Linked DNA regions of Mus musculus: regions 2, 3 and 4 are each linked to region 1. The links are chromatin contacts, called in public Hi-C and promoter capture Hi-C maps. All regions are on one chromosome and are shown on one strand. The core of a region is the stretch at or near the end of the contact, and the rest is flanking DNA. Distances in the headings are between cores, read along the strand shown. Region 1 holds the start of Hacd1 (3-hydroxyacyl-CoA dehydratase 1). Region 2 holds the start of Vim (vimentin). Region 3 overlaps Gm13266 (predicted gene 13266). Region 4 holds the start of Slc39a12 (solute carrier family 39 (zinc transporter), member 12).

Region 1 (4,985 bases), core at 1,430-3,929:
CTGCCATTACATTGGGATTAATGACAACACTAATTTGTAAATATACACTTTATATATAATTTAATATATAAATATGTAGTATATTTATATATTTAATATATTTAATTTATACATATTTTAACTTGGTGTGAAAACAGAAATCACAACAGCCTCTGTTTAGTTTTGGTCTTTCTTCCCCACAGACATTAATAACTTCAAGCAATGCTGTTACTGCTAATTTTTTTCCTTTCTAATTTCATAGAAAATAATCATACATTACATATGTTGTTTGGCCTCTTTAGCTCAGCAAAACCTTTATGAGATTCATTTTTGTTGACTGGCTGGCTGCTCATCTTCTTATTCTGCTGAGTAATATCGTACTAAACGAGTACACTACCATTTGTCTACTCATACATGTGTTAATGGACATGTGGGTTATTTTTAGTTTAGGGCTACTATGACTAAACTGTTATGAATACCCGTGTCTAATTCATTGTGTGGGCATATGTTTTTGTTTACCTTGGTTAAATACAAAGGAGGAAATTGCTCAGCCATATGACAACTAAACGTGTTGATCTTTTAAATAAATTGATAAATTGTTTTCCAAAGCAGTGTTCTCTTTAGCCCCGTGAAGAAGGCCAGTTGCTACACACCCTTGCCAGCCCTTTGAAATGTTAGCCACTTTAATTCAAAATTTCCCTACTCCTAGTGAAGCCAGCAGCTACGAGCGTGGCACTGATGAGTTCTTCCTTCCCGTGTGCTCTACATTCTCTTATTTGCTAAAAACAGACAAACAAAAGCAGACTCCTTTATTGAATTAAACATACTTTATTTTACTTGTGTGTGGTGTGTCTTTCTGTGTGTATGCCGTGTGTGGGTTCCCGAGGAGGCCAGGAAAGTGGATTAGATACTCAGGAACTGGAGTTTCAGGGCTGTGAAACCACTGACCCGGGTCCTAGGAGCCAAACTCGGGTCCTCTGGAAGAGCAGCAGGCACTTTAAACTGCTGAGCTCTCTTCCTAGCCCCTGTCCTATCGAATTATAAAGACTCATCATATACTCTTGTTACTTGAATGTATGGTGAATATTCACTTTTAAAATTGTTTTTGGAATAGATTTTTACATTTTAATGTAAAATTTTAAGTCTTCTTTCCTTTCCTCTTTCCTTCCCTCCTTCCTTCCTTTCTTTATGATAGTTGTACCTAAGAAGTCTTTGCCTTTTTTCCTAACATCAGAGATTCTGTTTTCTTCTTGTTTCATATGCTTGCTTCTGTGTTTAATTCTATGATCACCTTGAAGTTAGCACATAGCCATGATGTAAGATTCATTTTTTCTGTGGTTGTCCAGTTGCTCCACTCATTGAAAAGATTAAAATTCCCACACTGAATTGCTTCAGGTTATGGTGTATTTGAACTCTGCAGTCACATTGGTCCACAATTCCCTTCTGCTTACTATTCTAGGTTGACCATTGTAGTTTCATAGTGAGGTTTATAATAAATAGGCTATGCACATGCTCCTAGTTCTTCCTATACATGTTCATGGATCTGTAGGTTTTAGCTTTTCAAATAAAACCTGCTGGCATCTGGAGAGAACTGACATTGTAACATTTTGAGATTTAGAGGCCTGTTGTGTCATATGGCAGTGATTTAATGTTCAGTGTACAGGGCCGGCACCTGCTTTAGTAAATTTATCCCTAGTACACTTTCCACTTGGAAGGTTTTACTTAACCCCACTTCCCCTGACATTTCTGAAACTGGACGGGTAATCCTCCCATTTCACATCCACAACAATGTGCACACCCAGGGGAGTTCATGGACAAACCTATAGTCATTTCTCCCCTCTGACAGTGTTGCCCTTTGCAAAATGTCTTTCTCTCATTATAAGCAAGATGCCTGAAAAGTACTAATATGCATACTTCAGTTGACAAACAGTATCAAGTCAGTACTTGATTTTGATGGATCATTTCCTTAACCCTATCTCTCTATGAGGTTTACCATTTTATTTTCTTTTGCAGAAATGTAGGCATACACAAACTTCTAAATTCCCAGACTGGTGGAGTCAGGAATTTGGGGGTTGAATTTCAGTAAACTGACTCTAGGCTGCTTGCTTAGCCACACTCTATAAAGGGAAAGGAAAGGGGGCTATTACCAGAATGGTTCTTGAGAAGAAGAGAGAAAAAGGGGAGATTAAATGTGGAGAGCCATTGGGCACTTCTTCCCAGCAGGACAGGAAACTTGTTAACACCATGGCTGGATTTCCTGTCAGTATCCTAACACCTATCCCTCTTTGCCTACGTCCTTTCTCCCAGCTTCCTTTAGAACAGATCTCTAGAACCCATGACATCCGTCTGACCCAGTAATGAAAGGCATGGGGCAAGGCTAGGCCGGAGTTGCTTCTCCAGAAACTCGGGAGAGCGAGCATTTGGTAGGGAGACCCTGCTCTCGGGGCAAAACCCCTGCCACCTCGGGTGCACTCGCTCTATCTGGACAAGGCTCTCCAGCGGGGCACCCACTGCCAGGGCGCACGTCGCTCGCGTCTCTCTAGGAAGAGGTCGCAGCCAGTGCGGACAGCTCTCCCGCGGGAGCGCGCCGCGTGACACTGCCTGGAAGCCATGACCCCGGCTGGCCCACCCCGGGGCTAGGGCCCTGAGCGCGCGCTCCCGAGAGGCGGCGCCGGGGCGGGGCGCGCGGCCGGGGGCGCGCTCCTCCCCCTCGCGGGAGGCCGGGCAGGCGGCGCCGACCCCCCGCGCGTCGCACATGGAGCGCTGGACCGAGGCGGCGGCCGCGGGCAGCGGCACTTCAGTGGCGCGCTCAGCCGGCCCCTCCCGCTCCTGTGCGCTGCTCCTCCGGGTCCGCGTGCGCGGTCACCATGGCGTCCAGTGAGGAGGACGGCACCAACGGCGCCTCCGAGGCCAGCGACGAGAAGGAAGCCGCCGGCAAGCGGAGACGCCTAGGCTTACTGGCCACCGCCTGGCTCACCTTCTACAATATCGCCATGACGGCCGGGTACGTGCGCGCGAAGGTCCTTCCACGCTCCGCAAGCACCAGTGCGGTCCCTCAGCGATCCGGGCTCGGGGACGCGGGGAGCGCGCTCTCGCGGGGCTGCTGGGGGTCGAGGGCGCGCGCACGGGGATGGAACGGAAGCGCACGGGGGAACTGTCAGGGGTCTAGGCGGAGGCGCGCGACGGTGGCGGGGGCTTTTGGAGCGAGAGCGCGCGTGTCGGCCAACTGGGGGTCGCGGCCCCGTAGGCGCACATGGAGCGGGACAGCGCGTGTGCCCGGCCACTTGCGATCGGAGCACTCTGGGAGAGTGGCCGGGGCGCAGAGAGCAAGAGCGCGCGTGCTGGGCCCTAGGTGGTCGCGGCGCGGCGGGGGCGCGCGGCGCAGTGGGGGAGGGGCGTAGCGGGGTTGAATGGAGCGGGGCGGGGCGGGGCGGCCAGCCGCCGCTCGCTGGGCATTGCCTAATACGGTGCACGGTGTGGCGCGGCGGCACGGGGCGCGGGCCGGAGGTTAAGTATAGACCCGGGCAGGAATGTGGGGCCGACCCACGGGGCAGGCGACTGCGGCTCGGCCGCCTCCGCCTGCTGTTGAAGAAACGGCCCGGTCTATTCACCCGAGCCGGGAGCTGTCCGCTGGCTGTGGGCACCGGACCCTGGCCGTGTGGTTCCTGGTGCTGTGGATTGCTGGGCAGTGTCTTCACCTACTGTTTTTTCTTCACCTACTGTTTTTGTTTTAAGCATGGCACTTAGAAATGCCCACTTGGGACTTTGTTTGAAACATCTGGAACAGGGCAGATAATCAGCATCTTTCTGGCCTTGTCCTTTCCAGATTACCGACTACCCACCCTACTCCCCATCTCTGGCCTCCCCCCAGACCTAGTGTGAGTAGGAAGTTAGGATCAAAGGGCTATCAAATGACTTATGGGTCTACTGTGACCGAAACCCATTATGAAAATGTCCTTTGCTGTCTTGCCTTTAGAAAGAGTTACTTTCTCAATATCTTCTCACGTTTTAAGTTAGAGGATTGTGAAGAAACCTTTAGTATTTAAAAGTCTCTGAAGCTTATAGAAAAAATGTGAACGTGTAAAAAAATGTGATTCTATTTAACAAATGTTCCTGTCGATCATCTAGTATATATTATACTACTGAACATCAAATATAATTAGTTCGTAGATATGTATTTATTGGGGGTTACTGTGTGCCAGGGACTGTGCTGGTTCCTTTGGCTGTCTTCTAATTTTTAGTTTTCTGCAATCCTGTGAGGGGTACAGAATAATATTTTAGAGTGAGGTATGGAGAGACCCCCAAGTCACTGGCTGGAGATCACAACCAGAAAGTGTCAGGCATGGATTTCCTCTGAGACTCACTCCAGAGTTGTGCAACCTCATCTTCTTGCTGCCCTGAATTCCAGACCTTTGAAAGTTCAGAAAAGCAAACAGCCTTAGAACAACTGGCAGATGGTTCAATGCCCACCATACTCTGTTGCCTCAAAATGCAGCAGGGTCTGGGAGCGGCCGGTTTCCTCTGAGACTTGCTCACCAAGTGAGTAAACGTTTTTGGAATACTCACCTTATGTTAGTTGATTGGCTGGCCCTTCCCTGTCCAGTCTGCTTTCCATTTTTAAGACCACGTTATTGTTTCAAAAATGAAAACTTGCTGCACAATCCCAGTTTAAGATCTTGATTGAGAAAGTTAAAATAATCCCCGGGTGGCCGGCTCCCATCCTAAGGAACTTGGGATGTGCTCATCGACAACCATTTTCACAGATTCCCGTACTACCCAGTTTACCTTTCCAGTGTTCTTGCCTTTGAAACCCCCTGACTCTGTTTTTCAGGATGCGTTTTACAGTTCTCTTTGTCTTTGCTGTTCCCTCTTTCTGTGATGTCATCCTTTTCTTGTGGCTGCAGCAGTACCTTTGAACTTTTCTAGGCTCCCCTGCCTAGAGGGGCTTTGTGTCCTCACACTTTAGTCCTGCTGTGCCCTCCTTTCTGCAAGCCAGTGCTTATTCT
Region 2 (4,985 bases), core at 1,003-3,502, 480 kb after region 1:
TCGGGATGCTAAGGTAATGCCTAACCCTGGAACAAACACAAACAAACAAATCCTCCCTCCATAAAATACTCCATTCTTCAGTTTAGGGTTTAATTTTGTTTGTGGAGGGTGCTAATGAGTCTACAAACCCCCCTAAAAGGGGGCCTTTCCAAATGTGAGGGAGGACTTTAGCTTTAAGAACTTTGTACACGGCATACCTCACAAGCCTGGCCCAGACACAAGATAATGGATGTTAGCAAATACTTGTGTCCAATTGGAACTGTGGTTACATCATTACATATTCAATAAGAATGTAGCCTGTTGCAAAGCTGCTCTGGGAACACAAAGGCCCCTATTCTTTCTGTCCAGAGCCACCGCATTTGCCAGAACGTCCCTATCTACATTCCATAGTGAAGCCCATAGAAACCTTTAACACCCTTGAGCTACGGGAACAGATGGCTTCTTTTCACCCTTGTTAGATTTCAAAAATGGTTGTGCAATGACTCTTCTGCTAACTTTCACGCAGTGCCGAACTTCGAAGGAAGAAAGGGAACTTGGCTTAATTCCAGTTAAACTTTCTCATCCTCCAGAGTATTCTACATTTCCAACTGGAGGAAGCAACTGTGGTTTTTATGACCTTGTGAAAGTTAGCCAATTTCACCTTCACAATCCACAATGTAATCAAATTGTAACCATTCAATATCCGAATGTCGATATGTTTCAAAAAACGAAAGGAGAAATGTTTCGGGGGTGTGGGGGATCAGAAAAATCTGGAAACGAAGCAGAAAATAAAGCCTTCATGTTCCAAAGACTGCCCTAAATAGTGGAGTTTTTCAATCTGTGCGCTTTCCGCCGCCAGGGGGCTTTACAAGCAGACGTGAAGTTCTGCACCTTTTAAAACCTAAGGGAAGTAACTTTTAGAACCGCTCGCGGGTTGGCTCCATTGGGCTGCTGGCTGCATGTGAAAAAGAAGTCTACAAACCTGTCTGAATGACTGCAGGGTGCTTTCGGCTTCCTCTCTCTGGAGCATCTCCTCCTGCAATCTGAAGCAGCAGCACATTAATCAAAGGGGAACTGGAAAACCGCCAGGGGCGGGGCGGCCACACCCAACCACAAATGCCGCCAAGCCTTGAGTCCAGAGCTGCTGTGACACCTCCACCCACAGTAGTTACTGCAACTTGTCGAGGTGGCAGCTCTCTGCAGGTGTTAGCTGGAGTTGGGGCACACTGGAAAAGACAATCACTGCCCTTCCCTTACAATTACAGCCAATCCCCTGTCCCAATATCCCAGATGCCTTTGCCATCTCTTTGTCTGGAACCCTTCACACCCATTCTTTCCTCCTGTCTGGTAACTGTAAGCCCAGAAGAAGGACCTAAGAAACTTTCTAAAAAGTTCAATGGAAGTGCTTGAGTGAGGCGAAAAGAGAAATGTTCACTGCAAAGTTTAGGTTCAGGGTGGGGCCCGCTTCCTCTGCTATCCTCCAGACAACCGCCACCCCAGCCACATCCCCAAGGGCGTGGCAGCCCCAGTGCAAGGCCCAGGACTCCCCTCCCTCCCACACCCCACCACTCGCGTAGGTCAGGCCTTACTTCTCTCGCAGCCGCATGATGTCCTCGGCCAGGTTGTCCCGCTCCACCTCGACACGGGCCTTGTCGTTGGTGAGCTGATCCACCTGCCGGCGCAGCTCCCGCATCTCCTCCTCGTACAGGTCGCCCAGGCGCGACTTGCCCTGGCCCTTGAGCTGCTCGAGCTCAGCCAGCAGGATTTTGTTCTGCTGCTCGAGGAAGCGCACCTTGTCGATGTAGTTGGCAAAGCGGTCATTCAGCTCCTGCAGTTCTACCTTCTCGTTGGTGCGGGTGTTCTTGAACTCAGTGTTGATGGCGTCGGCCAGCGAGAAGTCCACCGAGTCTTGAAGCAGCCGCACGCCCGGCACGCTGCTCCGCAGGCGCACTGCCGAGGACCGGGTCACATAGGCGCCACCGGGGGATGAGGAATAGAGGCTGCGGCTAGTGCTGGGGCGCAGTGCGCTGCCCAGACTGTAGGTGCGTGTGGACGTGGTCACATAGCTCCGGTTGGAGCTGGGCCGGCTCGATGTGCCGGAGCCACCGAACATCCTGCGGTAGGAGGACGAGGACACAGACCTGGTAGACATGGCTTCGAAGGTGGGCTGGCTTGCTGCGGCTGGAAAAACTGCAACAAGGGAATGAGGGCGCGGTGGCTGTGAATCGTAGGAGCGCTGGGGTCTCTGGGGTCCCGGAGCAAGAGTGGCAGAGGACTGGACAACGCCAAGGGCGCTGCTTTTATAACACTGTTAGGAAAGAGGGTCCCCTCCCACTGCCATCCTAGCCGCCGAGCGAGCCAGCCAATGGGGACCCGGAAAGAAGTGAGGAAGGGGGGTGGGGGAGGGAGCTCCCCTCGAGCCTTCCTCCAGGGCTGTAGGGTATCAAGCACAGTCCTGTTACTAATTGGAAGTGCTAGGCCTTTCAGGGGCTTTCCTGGTGATCACCCGAACTCTCTACTCACCCTTGGGTGCTGAGAAAGAAGGGATCGCGGGAAGGATTCATGGGGGAAGGAAGGGGGGCTCTGGAAAGTTGAGTAAAGCGATCCCTGGCACTGGGCCAAAGGGGCGTGGGACTAGGCGCGCTGGTAGGAGGGGCGTGGTCGCAGTCGCAGATCTGCGGTCTTCTGGGACTGGGTGGGTGGGGAGATCCGAGAGCGGAGGAGCAGGAAGAGCCTGCAAAAGCAGTCCTGCAGATCGGAAGCCGGGGAGAGAGAAACAAAGAGGGCCCGAGATTGGGGGTGGAGAAGCACACAGCCCAAGATATCTGGCTCAAGACCTTTGCAGAGGGCTTGTTTGACGTGGTCATATCCCCTGATCTAACGGACTCAGTTCAACTAGAGAGGATTAGGAGCCACTGCCTCTGGAGTAAAGCCCAGGGGACGGGGTGGGGTCGCTGAGTCAGTGGATATGACTCATGGAGCCCTGAGGGTGAGATCGTCTAGCGGTTCAGGAAAACCGTTAGTTGAGATTGACTCCAGACTCCAAGAGCGCTAAGCTCATTCATTGTCCGAAGTTTTAAACCAACTTTGAGAATAACCGTTCTTGTGATTGTTGGGGAAGTGTGGAGAGTTCTCCTTAGAAAGAAACTCTTGCAGACCCGGGAGAGCCACAAAACACATCCACACACCCCTACCCCCATCCCCACCCCTGACGACAAAAGCTCCCTCCCTCCCTCCTTCCCTCCCTCCCCCTTTCTCTCTTTCTTTCTCTCTCTCTCTTTCCTGCATGAAACCACACCCTAAGTTCTGGGTGAAAGAGGAAACTACTTTGGTAATTTCAAAAGCAAGCCCAGTGATCTCGGCCTTTCTGAAAGTGGACTGCATTAGAAGATAAGCAAGTCGGACAAGAAACCATTGGGTTTTGCTAAAAAATCCAATTCGGTGAATGAGTTCGGAAGAAAGGCAGTTATGTAGCTCAAGTGATAAACTGAAGAAACAGATTTCTGTAGATTTTAGAGCAGCGATGCAGGGGAGAAGATTCTAGTGACTTGTCTGGGCAACGCCACAGATCCTATTTTCCACAAAGAAAAATCATGAAATCTAACTTGAAATGGCGACAACTGTCCACAAAACAAAAGGTTCAGAGTGTTGAGATGCAGCGACTGTCACCTTTTCAAAGGGAAAATGACCAGCTCAAGGCTATTGCTTCACGTTTGCTTCTAGGCAAGACTAAGGGGTCTCCGTTCTCCAAGGGAAAAGGACTTTTCAAGAAAGGGAAGTTAGGCCCTTTGTGATTAAGCACGGATAGAAAAATTACAGTTTCTTTTGGTTTGGGATTTGTGGAGTACTGAAACAAAAACAAACAAACTGGGAGATGGGTCCATTAGTGAATAGGGAAGGAAAAGGAGCTTGTATTTTGTTTTTGCTTTTGTTTTTCTTTGGAGCACAGAGTGTTCCCAGCTTACCTGGCAATTAAGAAAGGCCGTTTAGAGACACGTGCAGGATTTATGCTAGCTTTTTTGTACAAGACTCTTTGAAGCAACCCTTTGTGCACCTCATCTCAGTCAGTTCTGGGAATGCTGCGGTCAAGGTTGCCTGCAGGACTCTCTGGGACCCAGCTCTCCTGCTGTGCCTTTCTTTATTCTCCTTTCAAAGAGAGGCTGTGGGTCCTTTCCAGAGAGCACTGCCAGGGTTAGCCTGTGCCTCACGTTACCATTCTGCACACTGAGAGCCTTTTATTCAAGCCATGGTTCAGCAAATGTCACCATTGTGAGATTGCTCGGAATGGCTCAGGATGAGGAAAGTGATTTCCCTGTGGGGAGGAGGGAGGCTAGCCTTCCTCCTACATAGTTTGTAGATCCCAGGGCAGTGCAGTGGCTTTGTCAGGGAACTCTTGCTTAATGAGTCACTGTGGAAAAAGAGGAATGGGTTGTGGTACGGTGTGGCAGTATGCCATGTGGGCACCACAGCAAATTCCTCAGGTTGTGATGACTTCTTCAGTAGGCTCTGCTCCTCTTCATCACCTGAAGGGGGTCCCTTCCTGGCCTTTTTTTTTTTTTTTTTTTAGCTTCAGGGACATTGATGAATATTCTCCTTTTATTGCTGATATGGTAATGGATGAACCGGTTTGTTTATCTTCACGTTATTCTTCCTTTTAAAAAGTTTTTAGAGGGTAGAGACGTAAAAACTGCTACAAAAATATTTTTAGTCATTCATGGAGAAGAGGAGAAGTCATTAGACTTGGAAAAAAGTTTGCTTCATCACACACATATGCACACATGCCTACATACATGCACACATGTACACTTGCACACACATACTTATACCACACACACTCCTCTCTCTCTCTCTCTTTCTCTCTCTCTCTCTCTCTCTCTCTCTCTCTCTCTCTCTCTCTCTCTCACAGCACGCTTTCTCTACTATATGATATTCACAGAAAAGAGAAATCAGTATATTGGAGTGTGTATTCTTGCGATCATTCACTGTGTGCTTATTTTTGAAGAAAA
Region 3 (4,985 bases), core at 1,838-4,337, 480 kb before region 1:
ATAGAAACTAGCCAGTCAAAAAGTAATTACATGACAGACAGGGAGAAGCTCAGTTCATACAAGGCTTACCGTTAACCATGAACACAACTCTGGGATCAGTCCCAAGCAACAGATAAACAAGCTGTGGTCTGAAATCCTAGTACCTGAGAAGCTGAATCAGGAGGATCAGAAGTTCAATATCCTCCTTAGCTGTGTTGTGAGTTCAGGGCCAGTTTGGGCTACAGGAAATCATACTTCAAAAAATAATCCAAGTAGATTTATTATGCATTAATGTGCGTTTATACATGTCCATATACAAGGAGAGGGCAGACTTACTGTGGCAGATAGAGACAATGAGGAAGAATAAGCAAGTAGGCAAAGAGAAGATGTAGGAAAACAATGGCTAAGAAAAACGAGGTCATTCTAAAATTTTCCAGAATATTCCAGAAGAATGAATAAATCTACACAAATCTCAGTTCCTCCTCAGACCAGAACTCATTTCCACCTTCCTTCTTTCTTCTCCTCAACTTGAAGCACTCAGGGGCTCTTGGGAAGAAACAATGGCTACATCAGGCACTTCCTAGCCAGAAGAAAAGCAAAAGAAGTCACTGATGATCTGCAGCTGAGACACAGCCTCTAGAAGCCAGAAAACGGGGGAGGGCAACTGTTCTGAAAAGTGTACCTTATAATTCGAACAACTTAGTCACCAGATTTGGAGAACAGATAACGAGAGTGGGAGGAAGTACTGTGAAGCAGCAGTGGGGAAGCATTTAATAAAGCACAAAGTCCTTGAGCATCAATCACTGTGCTTTTGACAGAATCCACCCTCACTGAGCTGTCAGAAAATCAAAGGACAACTTACAGAATATGGCACATTGGCCCATGTTGTATGAGAAGGCAAATATAATCAACACACAGTGGAGAGAGATTTTGAATGCTATAGACTGTTTAAAAAAAGCAAACAAACAAACAAGCAAAAAAACAAAAAAACAAAACCCACTATAGAGTATGATTATATCAATTCTCATAGAACTCATAAAAACATGGCTTGATTCTGAAAAACGGCCATTTCTTGTCTAAACAACCTTTTTCATACTCTCACATACTTTTACCACTCTAACCACAGATTTAAGGGAAGAAATGCATTATTTTTAATTGACTCTGTAGGGGACAGATAAACATGGTAATAAAAACATGAGGACTCAAGCTACCTATGCAAATGACATCAACACCATACTGATCATTCAATACAGGAATCAATGTTATACCTTTTCATCAAAATAGAAGAAGAAAATGAAAAGTGTCTGTAACCCTAAAAATGTACCATCAAACCCCTACAGATCTGTGGACATTAATTTGGGGTTTGGAGAACCTTTTATAAATCTTAGAGCATAAACTATATCATGCTGGCATTATGAAGGATGAACTGGTTAGTTGTGAGCAATAGTAGAGGCAGTTAGTTATACTTGGGTAGCCATGGCAACTGTTAAGGCAGAAGGGAATATGATTGCAACTGGAAGGGAAGGAAGAATATGTAGACTTTGAGGGAAAGAAAAAAGCCAGGCTACACAGATCCTCATGGCTCTCAAAGATGGAGAAATAAGAGAAAGAAATATCAGTGGTTCTAAGCATAGGCCACTTAAGAGACACATAGACAGGTAGCACATACCTTTAATCCCAGCACTTGGAAGGCAGAGCAGGCAGATTTTTGAGTTCCAGGCCAGCCTGGTCTACAGAGTGAGTTCCAGGACAGCCAGGGCTATACAGAGAAACCCTGTCTCAAAAAACCACCCCCAAACAAAACAAAACAAAACAAAAACAAACAAACAAAAACATAAAACCCAAAAACCAATATATATATATAGACTTCAAAGGATTTGATCACATTGTGATATGTTTCTGTGCATGAATGTTCAAATGAAAGTCTATAAGAGGGGGCTGGAGAGATGGCTCATTGGTTAAGAGCACTGACTGCTCTTCCAACGGTCCTGAATTCAATTTCCAGCAACCACATGGTGGTTCACAACCATCTGTAATGGGGTCTGATGCCCTCTTCTGGTGTGTCTGAAGACAGCTACAGTGTACTCATCATATACATAAAATAAATAAATAAATAAAATCTAAAAAGAAAGTCTATAGGAGGAATATTTAGTGCCACCCCATGTGAGATTTGTAATTAGAAGGCATGAGCCTTGTAAGAACAAGAAGTGTCCATCACTTTCTTTAGGTTGGGGAAGTTTTCTTCTATTATTTTGTTGAAGACATTTTCAGGTCCTTTGAGCTGAGAATCTTCATTCTCTATATATTGCGATTATTCTTAGATTTGGTCTTTTCATTGTGTCCTGAATTTCCTGGATGCTTTGGGTTAGTAGTTTATTATGTTTTGAATTTTCTTTGACAGTTGTGTCAATCTCTTCTACTATATTTTCTACACCTGAGATTACCTCTTCTATCTCTTATATTCTGTTGGTAATACTTACATCTGTAATTCCTGGCCTAGGTTTTCCATTTCCAGGTTTGCCTCCATTTGTGTTTTCTTTATTGTTTCTACTTCCACTTTTAGGTCTTGGATCGCTTTATTCAATTCCTTCAGCTATTGATATTTTCCTTAAAGGATTCTATTATCTTCATGAGATAGGATTTTAGGAAAAATTCCTGATTTTCAGGTATGTTGGTGTATTTAGGGCTTGCTGTAATGAGAGAACTGGGTTCTGATGATGCCCACCTATTTTGGCACATCACAGTGCAAACTGAGAGGTCCAGGTTGCGGGCTGGGGACAACTGTGCTACTCAAAAAGTCATTGTGGAAAGCCATTTATAAGTGGTACTAGCCCTAAAATGACCATCCTTTCTAAAAGAGGAAGTAACAGATGAGATTTTCAGCAGTAATTTCAAGTAATTGCTACATTCTCTCCAAATGAAAGAAGTAACTTGGCTTTCTGCAAACGGGGTGGGGGTGGGGGCATTTACAGCTGTCCTTTCTCCAAGGGCCACCTGTACAGCCACCCTGACTGCATGTTGCCATTTGCCCCCACACACAAGATGGCCCACCCAAAGACACAGAAAGAACTTAAACCAAAAAGCTTGTTCCTCTGGTGTTCACCACAACTGAGTCAGCCAGCGATTAAAGAACAGCACATTTCTATGGTTGTCACAGAGGCTGGATTCTTCTGCTGGCACGAAGTATTCTAAAAGAGAATGGAAAATTACCCATTTACTTCAAAGAACCATGCTGATTTCCTAGAAATACATTGCACTTGCATGTTGCCAGGGGCAACTGATTAATTCACAGAGATCCTGCCTGTGACTGACAGCTTAAGAAAGGTAAGTTTATGTGAAGCAGATTTGAGATTGGGTATAATGGGTATGCAGAAAGACATCATGCAGTGTGCTAAACAATAGCAGATTTTAGATATGTGCGCACTGAGTCGATCAAAAGCTATTGCATCAGTTTGAGCTCTTGTGAGAATTTGCATGCAAGCATGGATAACTTCGAAGAAAAAGATTGACTGGAGGCATCGAAATAACTAAACAGATTCAGCTAATGCATTTTCACACAGGGAACAGATGTTGCCACATAAAATTCAATCCAAAACATTTTATCAGAAGTCTCTCAGATTAGGTTAAAAGTTGTATAAATAACACAATTCATTATGTGCCGTGAACTTCACAAATGCCAATAAATTGTTCCCATCAGCACATTTTACTATTTCTGGTTTTATACACTTATTTATTTGGTGTTTTTAGATAGGGTCTTCCTATGTAGTACAGGCTGGCCTTGAACTTATGACCTTTTTGTCTTCTGCCATCTAAGTGTTGGAATTACATGTATGTACTATTATTGCTGACACCAAACATCAAATCTTACATACTTATATATGTTGTGTCTTTACAGTGAATAAATACTGGGCATGAGAATAATTTTTATTTCCATTAATTTATTCTTTTTCAGAGGAAAATAAGCAACTGGTAAATCTTTTAACGATATATTTTCAACTTAAGGAATATCTCCAAAATGATCTGTTTATTGAGTGTAGTTTCCAGTGAATAATAATTTGCTGGCAAAGCCTGTTGCTTAACTGTAATCACTGTTGAGTCACAGGGTGGCTGAATCCAGATCACATACCAAGTTGGTCAGAAGCCATGGAAAATAACAGAAGCACACATAACTTCAGTACTGTATTACACTGGGGGGGAGGGAACTCAGATAAAATATGTGCTCGTCTGTCCTTTTGTATCATATACATTCCTATACAGTGGCCTATTGGCATGATAGTCACTTAATTTGCCTCTATATGTGAACCCTGGAAACCTGAAGGCCTTGGGAGCTGTGTGCTATCTATTACTCAACAAAAGTGCCCTGACTAACTGCATACTTGGATGTGTGCTTCCTTCACATCTAGCTAATCATCATACATTATCAACACCATGGGTAAGCTGACCATGTAAAAGACTGTAGAATACTTGCTTTACATATTTAAGATCCTGAGTTCAAGCCCTGGAATCACCAAAAACCATGAAACAACAAAAAGTGAAGTCCTAATATACCAACAAAAGAGATATGATTATGTAGGCACCAAATGAAGTCTATGGTACCATAAGTATTACTTACAGTTAAAGGCAGCTGACAGTCAAAAAGATTCAGGAAAAGATTTCTACTCTCCCTGTTCTACATAGAAGTTGAACATCAATCTCTCTGTAGCTGTAACCACTACCCCACACTTAGGCCAATGTAAGAAGCAGAGAGGAGTTCATATCAGTGGAGATCACTAGGGAAATGAACTATCACCAAGGAAACATTTATCTTCGGTTACTTCTTCCTGATGGTTACCAAACTGTTATTTGTAGACAAAGATCCCAAGATGATGGAGGAAGTTGTTTTCCTCTTCAAAACCATTATATTTATATTTATTATTATTATTATTATTATTATTATTAGTAGTAGTAGTAGTAGTAATAGTATCAAAGAAATCTTTATTCTGGCTGTATTTGTTTCCTTATCATTG
Region 4 (4,985 bases), core at 1,015-3,514, 330 kb before region 1:
CATCCACAATGGAACCTGATGGACCTCCTCCTACAACAACCAAACCCTGGGATTAGTAGTCCCCCCAGTTTTATGCTGAAGCAATCTGGGGACGGTTACAAGGGAGGGGGTGGGTTTAAAGGGACAAGGAGATGAGTGGGATTGGGGTACATGATGAGAAATTCACAAAGAATCAATAAAGATAGAGGGGCAGAGAGAGGGAGGAGGAGGGGGAGAGGGAGGGAAAGGAGAGGGAGGGGAAGGAAGGGGAAGGAAGTGAGGGAGGGAGACAGAGACAGACACAGAGACAGAGACAGACAGAGACAGAGACAGAGACAGACAGAGACAGAGACAGAGACAGAGACAGAGACAGAAGGGAAACTAATCATGATCAACAGCAACACATCCATCCTAGGCAAATCAAGATTCAGCCTGGGAAAGAGGAAGCCTTTATGCAGTAACTTCGTGTGAGCTGCACAACTGATTCTGGTGAGAAGACAGGATAGGGTTTGCTTGTTAGGTCGGGAGAAGGAAAGCTGTAGGGAAGGCTGTGGAATAGGTCTCGGGAAGCATGGCAACAGTTTCAACTCTAAATGCAGCACTTCTCTCCTGAAGCTCTGATTGCTCCCTGCTAGTGATTGTCAAGGCACTAACTCGGGACCACACAGACTTTAAAAAAACACTAACTGACACCTAGGAGTGCATGCTCAGGAACTGAATGTCAGGCAAATATCAGAATGCTGGGATTGTCTCACAGAAGATCAAAAGCCTCTGTCTAATATCATCCATGGTCATTGCAGGACAAAAATAAAAGGATCTCAGAAAAGCAGAAGGAAGGACGGGCCAAGCACTCATCAGCAAGCCAGTGTCCCTAAAGAAGCAGAGGGGCTCTAGAAAGCATAAACACTTTTTCCTAATTGAAAAACAAAATCCCTTGTGAATGGTTTGTTTTAAGGAAGATTCGGGACATTATTGTGCCAGGCTGAACTTCTAGCTTGCATATGAACTTTGCATGTCATTTCGTTGTAATAAAGCCATCTCTATGTGATCCACTGTTCCCTTTGGAGCAATTCTTAGTACCCGACCCCACTTTATTTCACTAACCAGCTTGCAGTCTCCTTGTGTCCAATCTGTTCTCTGTGGACACCCAGTCCTCTCCAACAGAATTTTGATGAGGCTTTGTGGATGGTTGAGGGACCAGTGGTCACCAGCAGAGAGGACCCTCAGAACTTCTAGCAGGCCTTGGCTCCCAGCTCTGCTGTTATTCTGAGTGAGGGTTTTGCCGGTCTCAGTAGAGGAAACGAGGCTGAGGGAGTGGGACAGTAGGATCATCCACACTGAAAGATTGGTCCAGAAGCACATGTCCACTCTTGGGCTTGGGTTGTGTTGGGGGTGAATGGGAGGCTTCATGCAGGACAAATTTACAACCAGAGGGTTTCCTGTGGTAGAAAAGAGAAAATAAACACTTCAAGACTTTCAACATGTTTGAAATGACTCACTAATTGGGTGCCTGGGCCGATTTGCAGCAACAGGGGATCTGCATGCAGCTTATAACCCCAAAGACCAGGAAACTTCCCACCTCACAGTGGGCAGGAAACTATGCCTGCACTAATCAGTCAAATGGTTAAATGAGGGTGCACTTTCCATGTCTGCAGCCAGTGCCTGGCCCAGGACACAGAGTGAGCTGCAACACCTTAAAAAAAAAAATCTGTGCAGTCAGTGGAGAAAATTAAAGAGAAAATTTCTTTTAACACACTTCCAATATCACACTGAGTCAGAAGCCTTTGAAGAGGACAATGCCCTAGAGAAAAATAGTGATTTCAAGAAACACTAGTTAGTTTTTAGCGTAATAAAACCATCCACGAAGACACTGGAGAATGAACTATCTCTGAAAACCTCCAAGACCCCAAAAGGATAATAAATCTACTTACTCTGAAAGAATGGGAAATCACCTTAGAGTCTATCAGAATTTTTGGAGAAAACTAAGTCTTGAATTGATTGTTTAAGGAGTCAAAAATGTTAACAGCGTCTCTTGTAGTATCCAGAGACGATCCAGTAATGACCTCCAGGGTAGTAACAAGATCCTAAGATTATCTTTATAGCTTAAACAACAGTTTCAGACTCTTATGCTAGCATTTTAAAAAGAGACATAGTGACACAGACGTTTCTAAACCCATCACTTACCTCAAGAAGAGAAATAGTTGTTTATCTCTAGCTCCCTGGGCCTTTAAATTTCTGAGAGCATTTTGTGGTCCCACAGTTCTCCGTTTTAAAATTCCTTAACTGTGTGCTGAGAGCTGGAGAGGATTATTTCAGCCCAGAGACATTTCTAGTTGCTATGGAGAGAGCTGCTCAGACGGTAAGAATGAAGGTGGATGAAAGCGGACAGTTGCTGGCTCGCAGATTTGCAGGATAATCAAATAAATGTGGTTGAGGAATTATTCTTTTATATCAACATTTAGCACAGTATTTTAAAAATTATCTACAGTCATTTGCCTTCCAAGGGACAGAATCTAGATAAAAAATAAATAAAATTCTACCTTGCAAAGTGAAAGAGATCATTGTTTAACCTAGGCTTAAACCAAGAGTTGACAGAAAGATTGACCCTTTAAAACTGTTTCACAGCTTGCAAATATTTAAAAGATGCAAGGATTTTATAAATAATGGTTTAAACTAAAAGTACTTGATGAAAGAACGCACTTCTAACCTGAGAAGTAAGTAGATACAAATGGGGGACCTGTGCCAATCACCCATTGTGTGTGGAAACTGGGTACAACCCATGAGATAACCAGGGTTCAATTTAACTACCCATTGTGTACATGGTTTTGTCTCGAATGTCAAAGAAAGGGACTTGACCTTTTCTTTTTCTCATAAGCACCATGGTGACAGTAACTAGACTCACCTGAGAAGCAGGGAATTAGACCAAAGTTAAGATGGTCAAACTGAAGGTTAAGCAAGGGCTGAGAAACCAAGAGGCTTTGGGCTTTAGACTACAGGATGTTGGACCAAACTCCCTAAAGGCATGTGCCCATCACCTGTGGTGGTCCCTCCAGTAGGAACTACCATGTAAAAGGCTTGGGTAATCCAATAGCAAGAATTTGGTTAAAAGGCCATTAAAGAAATAATAGTTCACTACTTATGCAATATAGCTGGTTTTAATCTCTTCATTAATTAGTCCAGGAGCTGGTTCTTCGAGAAAATCAACAAGATAGATAAACCCTTAGCCAGACTAACTAATCAGAAATGAAACAGAAACAGACTAATCAGAAATGAAAAAGGAGACATAACAACAGAACCTTATGAAAGTCCAAAATATCATCAAATTCTACTACAAAAGGCTATACTCAACAAAACTGGAAAACCTCGCTGTAATCGAAAATTTCCTAGACAGATACCAGGTACCAAAGTTAAATCAGTATCAGATTAATGATCTAAACAGTCTCATTTCTGCTAAAGAAATAGACGCAGTCATTAATAGTTTCCCAACCAAAAACAGCCCAGGACCAGATGGGATTAGTGCAGAGTTCTATCAGACCTTCAAAGAAGACGTAATTCCAACTACCCTCAAACTATTCCACAAAATAGAAACATTAGGTACTCTACCCAAGTCATTCTATGAAGCCACAATTACTCTGATACCTAAACCACACAAGTTCCAACAAAGAAAGAGAATTTCAGAGCAATTTCCCTTATGAATATCAATGCAAAAATACTCAATAAAATCCTCGCAAACTGAATCCAAGAACACATCAAAACGATCATCCATCATGACCAAGTAGGCTTCATCCCAGGTATGCAGGGATGGTTTAATATACGGAAAGCCATTAACAAAATCCCCTATATGAACAAACTCGAGGACAAAAATCACATGATCAACTCATTAGATGCTGAGAAAGCATTTGACGAAATCCAACACCACTTCATAATAGAGTCATGGAAAGATCAGGAATTCAAGGCCAATACCTAAACATAATAAAAAGCAATATACAGCATAACCAGTAGCCAACATCAAAGTAAATGGAGAGAAACTGGAAGCAGTCCCACTAAAATCAGTGACTAGACAGGCTGCCCACTTCTCCCAACCTATTCAATATAGTGCTTGAAGTCCTAGCCAGAGAAATTCTCTTACACGCGTTCGCGACCGGCCAGGAAAGACGCAGCAAACCAGAATCTTCTGCGGCAAAACTTTATTGCTTACATCTTTAGGAGCAAGAGTGCAAGAGTGCAATAGCGCAAGAGCGCAAGAGCTTTATTGCTTACATCTTCAGGAGCAAGAAGCAAGAGCTTTATTGCTTACATCTTTAGGAGCCAGAGCGCCAGAGCGCAGAGCAAGAGCTCTATTGCTTACATCTTTTGGAGCAAGAGTGTAAGCCCCCAAAAACGAAAGCGAAACCCCGTCCCTATTAAGGAGAGTTATCCTTCGCCTAGGACGTATCACTCCCTGATTGGCTGCAGCCCATGGCCGAGTTGTCGTCACGGGGAAGGCAGAGCACATGGGGTGGAGAACTACCCTTGGCACATGCGCAGATTATTTGTTTACCACTTAGAACACAGCTGTCAGCGCCATCTTGTAACGGCGAATGTGGGGGCGGCTTCCCACAGTTCCCCCTTTTCTATTAATAAGAGCAATAGGCCACCCATATTAATGAGAGTGGAGATAGAGGTCAAATCCCCAGTGTGCAGGTAAAGGAGCCGTACACATAACCTCCTTCCAGGCTCATCACCTAGAGGGGTCCTGGTCTGGTCCCGTGTTGTTTTTCCTGGAGGAAGGACACTTGAACACTCAACCTTCTTGAAAGATGACATGTCTCCCTAGAATAGGCTCATATATGCCGCAGAGCCCTTCTACTGCAGTGCTTAGCCGTGCAACTCTCTCAGGCTGCTGAAGCACACTCACTCTATCCCGTGCAATGAGACTAGCCTCGTGGTGTGCAAGAGCTGAGTGGCCAGCGACCTATTGCTTAAGCATAGATAACCAAAAATCAGGGGAAGCACCATGTTCTAGA

What was found. Promoter capture Hi-C pulls out the DNA fragments that hold promoters and counts their contacts. A called contact is a pair of places that touch in the nucleus more often than the background predicts.
Region 2: a Hi-C map of embryonic stem cells shows a contact between it and region 1, with 2.7 times the contacts expected there. The contact joins the promoter of Vim here to the promoter of Hacd1 in region 1. A contact is called at or near these places in 6 of 39 promoter capture datasets (the HPC-7 cell line, embryonic stem cells, hippocampal neurons and 3 more), 3 of 484 Hi-C or Micro-C datasets (the N1E-115 cell line and embryonic stem cells), 8 of 115 datasets of contacts at active chromatin or transcription factors (the NIH/3T3 cell line, T-cell acute lymphoblastic leukemia, embryonic forebrain and 5 more) and 1 of 9 other capture datasets (adipose tissue).
Region 3: a promoter capture Hi-C map of hippocampal neurons shows a contact between it and region 1, with 4 times the contacts expected there. The contact joins the enhancer-like site here to the promoter of Hacd1 in region 1. A contact is called at or near these places in 3 of 39 promoter capture datasets (the 3T3-L1 cell line and hippocampal neurons), 3 of 484 Hi-C or Micro-C datasets (adipose-derived mesenchymal stem cells, nephron progenitors and uterus), 1 of 115 datasets of contacts at active chromatin or transcription factors (pro-B cells) and 1 of 9 other capture datasets (liver).
Region 4: a contact with region 1 is called in a promoter capture Hi-C map of neural stem cells. The contact joins the promoter of Slc39a12 here to the promoter of Hacd1 in region 1. A contact is called at or near these places in 5 of 39 promoter capture datasets (the 3T3-L1 cell line, embryonic stem cells, liver and 2 more).

The regions. Positions count from the first base shown.
Region 1 is chr2:14,053,729-14,058,713 of GRCm38.p6, reverse strand. Hacd1 (3-hydroxyacyl-CoA dehydratase 1) reads left to right here and starts at 2,679. Exons shown (of 7, transcript NM_013935.3): 1 at 2,679-2,983. The coding sequence starts at 2,847.
Region 2 is chr2:13,571,578-13,576,562 of GRCm38.p6, reverse strand. Vim (vimentin) reads right to left here and starts at 2,252. Exons shown (of 9, transcript NM_011701.4): 1 at 1,569-2,252; 2 at 962-1,022. The coding sequence starts at 2,131.
Region 3 is chr2:14,533,668-14,538,652 of GRCm38.p6, reverse strand. All of the region lies in intron 3 of Gm13266 (predicted gene 13266), which reads right to left. Among named protein-coding and RNA genes, the nearest start is that of Gm13266, 24 kb to the right of the region's middle. Within about 2 kb of position 3,087, at least 40 of the 459 cell types and tissues checked have an H3K27ac peak or open chromatin away from gene starts, as enhancers often do. A contact at or near this core is called in adipose-derived mesenchymal stem cells and hippocampal neurons, where this site is marked.
Region 4 is chr2:14,385,677-14,390,661 of GRCm38.p6, reverse strand. It overlaps Slc39a12 (solute carrier family 39 (zinc transporter), member 12), which reads right to left and starts at 2,264. Exons shown (of 13, transcript NM_001012305.2): 1 at 2,164-2,264; 2 at 1,084-1,418. The coding sequence starts at 1,341.